Regions from separate parts of the Gasterosteus aculeatus genome. Here region 2 is linked to region 1. A link is a contact called in public Hi-C data. All regions are on one chromosome and are shown on one strand. The core of a region is the stretch at or near the end of the contact, and the rest is flanking DNA. Distances in the headings are between cores, read along the strand shown.

Region 1 (3,421 bases), core at 433-2,932:
AGAGGGCAGTCAAAATAATACAAGAGTTGATGCTATGATTGTGTTGGGAAATGCAGAATATTCATTGCATCTAAAAAACGTCTGTGTATTATCAAACCCCCAAACAAACCAGTGGATCTAGGTCATTCAAACAATGCAGAACTAAGGTGAACAATTCAGGCCTTCCGGCCTCACGGCTTCTATCACTTTGGGGTGAGTGTAGGAGCACCCACACATACATCTACAGTACCGAACCGCAGCCGTTTGCACGGAGGGAGACGCTCCTCCCTCGGTTCACAATACAAGCTTTCTGTATACGAGAGCTCGGGCCTCAAATCTCCCTCACATGAGTTTGAGACACATGACTGCTTGCGCTTACTGGAGAGGGCGCACAGGAGGGGAGGGAGCAGCAGGTCAGAGGATTCCTCTAAACCTCAGCCGACACTCATGTGAGATGAAACCAGCGCAGCCTTTAGCTTTGTTAATCGTTGGGTCTGGGTTCTATTCTGTACTTTATTGTAAAGTACTGCTCTGCTCTCCCGGCCCGAGTGGATCAGTTACATCTAAGCCCCAAAATATGTGTGAAAGGTATAAAAAATATATACAAATACAAATATTTACACAACATATAGAATAAAACAGCTTTACCTTTTTATTCATTGAAGATCTCAAATATTGTAATACCATATGATACACATACAAGGTGTCGTAGTTGGATTTGTAGGTGTGTGTGTGTGTGTGTGTGTGTGTGTGCGTGTAAATGCAGAAATATAAATGCCTGGTGATTTCGAGTGAGTAATACCTACTGGTCAGCTGGTACACATGAGGAATATTATCCCTGATAACGCTGCCATCCAAGTCTCACGCTCGTTCCCTGGTTGTATTAGAATCACTAACCTCTAATCTGATTGTATATCTAAAAAAAACACATTTTCTTTCAAAGATAGATGTATAGTTTCCAAACCCTCCAAGCTGAAAGCAACTTGTTGAATTCCAGCTGACCTCTGATTTGGAAAATGTTGTCTTTTACCTAAATAGGCATTGATCATGTAAACGGTGACTTTCATCATAACCACCACTTTATGTAATTGCTAAGCATATTCATTAAAGGTTATTACAAGGAATTTCTAAATGTAACCGTGTGCTAATTTACCCTAATATACAATTTAACCCCGCACGGGGGGCGGATATTAAACTGCCAATATAATATCCCAAAGTGCATTCAATTTTCATCCATATCACAAACACAGCCCAAAGTGAAAGCACATCACCCAACAATAAAGGCTCATTGAGCGGTGACCGTACCTGCGATGTCCCACAGCTGAAGGCGCACCGTCTCCTGGTCCCAGTTGAGGACTTTCAGGGCGAAGTCCACCCCGATGGTGGCTCGGTAGTTGGGGCTGAAGTTGTGGTGGACATACCGCTTGATGATGCTGGTCTTACCGACCCCGAGGTCCCCGATCACGAGGATCTTGTAGAGATGCTCCTTGCTGTGGTTGTTCTGCATGGCGACCGAGGAAGGCGAGAGCGGAGCATGAATCCAGCGCAGTGGAGAGGTCCGGGGGGGGGCACAGGACAGCGCAGACGGGACAGAAGAGAGTTGGGAGGGGGGCGGGGAGGGGGAGGGGGGGGGGGGGGGGTGTACGCCCTGGTCCGGAGAGGGAAGCGGAGCGGAGACGTCTGGACCTTGTGACGCACGCGGGTGATCTGCGGTGGATTGAAACATCCAAGCCGGAAGGGATGTGGACTCTTTGTGTTAAGTAAGCAACTTTTTTTTCACGACTTAAGTAAAATAGCAGCATGAAATGGAAACACTCAAGTGGGCTTCAAAGATGTGAAGTTATTTTCACTAAACGTACTTATTTCATAATACTGCGATTTAGAACATTAAATGAAGAGAGTTGAACCGGTGACTTAAAGCAGCGAAGAGCAGTTTTCCTTTACTTTCCTTTTTCTTTCTGTTTGTTGCCTAAACAGAGATTTATTACTGAGCCACAAAGGCAAATTTATGCTGCTGTTGTTGTTTGAGTAGAGTGAAAAAAATAAGTAATACTCAGCTCCAAGAGAAAAATGTATTTAGACTCATGTTCCATCTTCACACATTGCAACAATAATCGCTCACAATAAGAAGGCGCTACAAATAGTTATGTCCCTTTATTTATTTAAGTAAGAATTCCCTTTAAAAGCTCCCCGGGGAGCTCATACAAAGTGCCTTTACAGAAAAACATGGCAGTCACGGTTTCACTTTGCAGGGAGAGAACATTTTACAACTCTTCCCTGTTGCTTCCCTGAGACAAAGAATCACAGCGCAGCACCCGGATCCCCTTAAAGTGATGACATGGCACATCGTGCACAGACGCACTTGGATTTTAAAACTTGATTCGGCAGCTTCAGCTCAGATTCAAAAATCATTCATAGTCAGCTATTGGTTGATCGATGAGGTTGGAAACAAAGCGACGCCGCAGGGGTCCCTACAGTCGGGGGATCGGGTTGGCGGCGACCGCGATGCTCTCGATGGAACACTCGTCGCTGCCCCTGCGGATGCGGAAGTAGCCGCCCTCGCCCCAGCCCGTGCCCCAGCTGTTCTTGACGGTCCAGTACTTCTGCCCGGTCTTGTGGCAGCGGCCGTAGCCCACCAACAGCACGGCGTGGTTGGTCAGCTCGAAGGGGTTGAAGGGGTCTCTGAGGCCCGTGTGGTGGTAGATGCCCTCCTTGTAGTGCATGAAGTCGGGGTAGACCTGGCGAAGGACAGGGATGATTTTATTTCAATTTTTCTGTGTCAAATCCAAGCTGTACCCGTGAAGCAGGAGGGGGCAGAGTTGGAGAAGGAAAATTTCAAAATGCATTTCAGGAGGGAGAAAAAAAAATGTTACATTTACAAACAAATAGAAATTAAGGGGACATAATGGTCCGTTAGGGCGGCACGGTGGCGTGGTGGTTAGCACAGTCGCCTCACAGCAAGAAGGTCCTGGGTTCCACTCCGTCCAGAGGCCTTTCTGTGTGGAGTCTCCATGTTCTCCCCGTGTCTGCGTGGGTTCTCTCTGGGTTCTCCGGCTTCCTCCCACAGTCCAAAGACATGCTCTGGGGATCAGGTTGATTGGGGACTCGTAGGTGTATGAATGTGAGTGTGAATGGTTGTGTGTCTCTGTGTAGCCCTGCAATTGGCTGGCGACCAATCCAGGATATACCCTGTCTATCGCCCCAAGTTGGCTGGGATGGACTCCAGCCCCCCCGCGACCCTGTGTGCAGGATAAGCGGTTTGACAATAGATGGATGGATAACGGTCCATTAGCATTTTGCTAGCTTAGCCGTGCTTTAGGGTTAACAGGACAAATGAATCCTATACTTCTAGAAAAAAACATCTTATGTTGAGTTGTTGACATTATTATTATTATTACCACCATTAGTGAAATGAATAAGATTAATGAAACTACAGAATGTG
Region 2 (3,421 bases), core at 589-3,088, 73 kb before region 1:
TTTCACTGTGTGTGAGTAAGCTACACTTTCACATTGTCATTTTTGTAGCGCCGCTAACCGAAAGAAAAGGATATCTTACAACCCGTGCAAAGGAAAACCACCGCCATTGGCGTGAACAAGAATTTAAAAATCTGTTATAAAAGCAAGTATAGAAATAGTGTCCCGCTTAATGTTTTTTTTTGGTTGTTCTCATCTGAAGGTAAACGCAAGCATCCACTGGGCCACAGTCCTTCTGTGACTATAGCAGCCATCTGTGCAGCTGGGGTTGGCTTCTGTATTATGGTGGCATTGCTGTGGAGGTGTTGTTGCTATAAGAAAGGACAGAGAAGTATGGACCTATATTAGGTTTGTCACATTTGCACATCTGTTTGTGAAAATACGAAGATGAAATCACTTAAGTATAACGTTGAAAAGCTCACAGCTGTTGTTTTGTTGGTTTCCAGAAGCAGCAGCTGAGTGTGAAGAAAATGGATGTGAGGAGTAAGTGGTTGTTTGAACCTACGTGTAATACTTTGATTACATTTATAAGTAATGTAAAATACCAGCTGATAAAGGGTCCCATGCCGCACAACTGCAATGAAGAAATGTTCAAAGACTGATATGTTCTTTGTAAGCCTTCTGACAGTATATATGTTTTTCTTTTCCTTTCTGTTTGCTCCAGGGAGGTAATACGCCTCCATGCAAACCAAGGGGCATGTTGAGTGCTGAATTGGTGAAGAGGAAGGTTCCGAGTTGTTGTCTGAGCATATTGAACAAATGTTACAGGTGTGACGCAGATACTTATAAGTGATAAGTGTGAAAGGAGGTATCGCTCATCTGTATCCTTTTACGGGTAATGCAATGCGGGTTTCATTCATTTAAGAATCGGTTTCTTATCCTGAAAAAAACTTGAGGTTGAGGAAACTGAGGTTGACGTAGTGTGGAAAACAGCTTGTCGGGGAGACACTTGTGAGTAATTATATCGAAAATACTGTATGTAATAATGGTAAAATGTTGTGTATTTTGTACTGTTACACTGACCTCTACTGACCTCTTTTATATATTCTGCATGCTTCACTCTATTGACTGTGTTTTATTATTACCAAATGCAGTTTAATTTATTTGCACTTTAAAATTACATTTCCTTATTTATCGTCATTAGCAAATCTTTAAACATTGGTCTCCACCTTTGTTGATTTGAAAAGTGACATCAAAGATTAGATCCATTTATCTGGTTCATGTTTTTACTCTTTTTAGTTTACTTTTGTGTTACGGTAGCTGTGTCTACCAAAAACGATATCAGCTTTAGCTATTAAAAGTAAAAAATATTTATAAATGCAGAAAAGATGGCTGTCAAAGTGCAGTTTACACGTAACTTTGTTCTCAGAAGTATTATTTTTCTTTGTTTACTGCTTTAACCCTTTTTTCACAGGTGACTATTCTCATTGAAAATACGAATAATTTCTAAATATTTATTGATGATTTTTTTTTTCTTATGATCAAATTGTAGACCATTAACACTATTCATGGTGCTTTTGTCTTTCATTCCTCCTTCTCCAGAATTAACAAACCATCTCATAGGGCTGCTTTCATTTTGTAAATCTCTAAGAAGCACTTTTGTAATGTGGGTGTTCTGTTTTTCGTTCCCACATGAATAAATGATTTCTAAACAATACAATCAATTAAGCCTGTATAATTACTTTACTGTGCACTGTGAAACATTGCTTTCACCTTTCACTTACTTCGCTGTGGTGATGGTTGGATTACGATTTGTCAACTGCATTAGTCACACTAACTGGTAGAAATAAAGCCGAACACACAGCACAAAGCAGAACATATTTATTTTCAATGGGGTTTCTTTGCCGCTAGATGTCCTCCTAGCACTACAAAGACGAGACGAATCTGCTGTTGTGGCTTTAATGGTTTGGTTTGTATTGTGTGTCCTGATGATTAAACAATGTACGTGGTCATATCAAAATCCAACTTCCTCTCCATTGGCTATGGGAATAAAAAAAGTGTCATATATGAGCAACTTCATCCCAATCCTATTGGACAGGGATACATGTCTTTCGGACATCAACATGTGGTCACCTGCCCGGGAAAGGACGAGAAGTGCACTGCATTACTGAATGAAATTAAACAGAGAAACAGGAGATGCAAAGAGAGTGTTGAAAAGATGCGTAATTACGTCAGAGGAGGCCGAGGATCGGGATGTAAGACCAGATGTCCTGTTGAACATATAACCCAACGATCATTTGAGATATACATGTCTCCATTTCCACCAGCATGCTCTCTCTAGGCCTCTTGCTTTTTCCCCTTTTCATATTCACATTACGCCTCCATTGCTCGTTTGCTTTGTCTCGGCCTCACGAGTCACTGTGACAGGCTGTCAGTGCACCTCTCTGCCCCGTGTTTACATTGGACTGCAGAGCAGCAGCAGGCTGGTTGCACTTCAGGAATGTAACCCCAAGGTCCCTGCCCTCGTCCTCCTCGTCCTCGTCCTCCCCCTTCTCCCTACGTCCATCCTCCATATTTCTCCTATCGTAGCACATTATTATATCATTGGACAATTTCCCTTCTTCCCGTTCTCCTTATTCTCCTTCAGTTTTTTCTTCAGTTGTTCCCCCCCCCCCCCCCCCGTCCTCCCTCGAGTTATCCTTCCCATTGCTCCATCAGTCCCCAGACGAGCTCCCTTCTTCTGCCTCCTTTCTCTCCTCCTTTCAAACCCCCATTTTTTGTCCTCTGAACCTCCACTCCCCTTCTCTTTCGTCTTTTTCTTTTCCCTCTTTAAAATTCAGACAGCATTGTCCAAACTCAACCCCCTCTCACCCCCACCCCCCCACCACACACACACACACACACAAACACCTCCCCATTCCCTGTCATCATCCCCTCACCTCCCACTCCTCCCCATCTCTCCGTCCTCCCTCCCTCATTCCTGTGCTGTCTAACCCAAACAAACCAGAGAGGACTTTCCTCTGTGGTGGCTGTGGGAGAAATACACCACATGTCAGACTCGGTTCAAACATAAACAATCGATTTGAGGTACTGGAAAAGCCTATGAGGTGCTTAGATTTAACGTGAGATGGAGCTGCTGTAAGGAAATCTTAACGCTAAAACTTACCACTGAATATACAAAAAATCAGAGGAGAGAACTGTATATTTGGCAAGATTATTTTCCTGGAATGGGGGAACTGCATCAAAAGTCTAAAACCAATGAACTTGACAGAAGAATAATGTAAAAAAGTGGACTTTCCATTCATATGTACAATGAGGAAAGCAATTAATTTGTTTGAAACAGAAGCGTTTAATATCATTTGTATTTTGACGATGAATGTCGCTGATGTACTGTAACAAATATCTTTAGAGATGGAAACACTATTTAAGATACTAATTACCAAAACGTATCAAGCGTGCAATTATAAAATGTTTCATCAGCAGA

The links. A called contact is a pair of places that touch in the nucleus more often than the background predicts.
Region 2: a Hi-C map of whole body shows a contact between it and region 1, with 4 times the contacts expected there. The contact joins the enhancer-like site here to the promoter of rab38a in region 1. A contact is called at or near these places in 2 of 6 Hi-C or Micro-C datasets (skeletal muscle and whole body).

What each region holds. Positions count from the first base shown.
Region 1 is chr1:7,313,672-7,317,092 of fGasAcu3.hap1.1, reverse strand. rab38a (RAB38a, member RAS oncogene family) reads right to left here and starts at 1,682. Exons shown (of 3, transcript XM_040170628.2): 1 at 1,285-1,682. The coding sequence starts at 1,486. It overlaps ctsc (cathepsin C), which reads right to left. Exons shown (of 8, transcript XM_040170607.2): 8 at 2,119-2,717. The coding sequence ends at 2,451.
Region 2 is chr1:7,386,813-7,390,233 of fGasAcu3.hap1.1, reverse strand. It overlaps LOC120827318 (T-lymphocyte activation antigen CD80), which reads left to right. Exons shown (of 8, transcript XM_078098445.1): 5 at 1-11; 6 at 200-345; 7 at 444-480; 8 at 662-1,657. The coding sequence ends at 345. Among protein-coding and RNA genes, the nearest start is that of LOC120827318, 6.0 kb to the left of the region's middle. Within about 2 kb of position 1,838, at least 7 of the 9 cell types and tissues checked have open chromatin away from gene starts, as enhancers often do.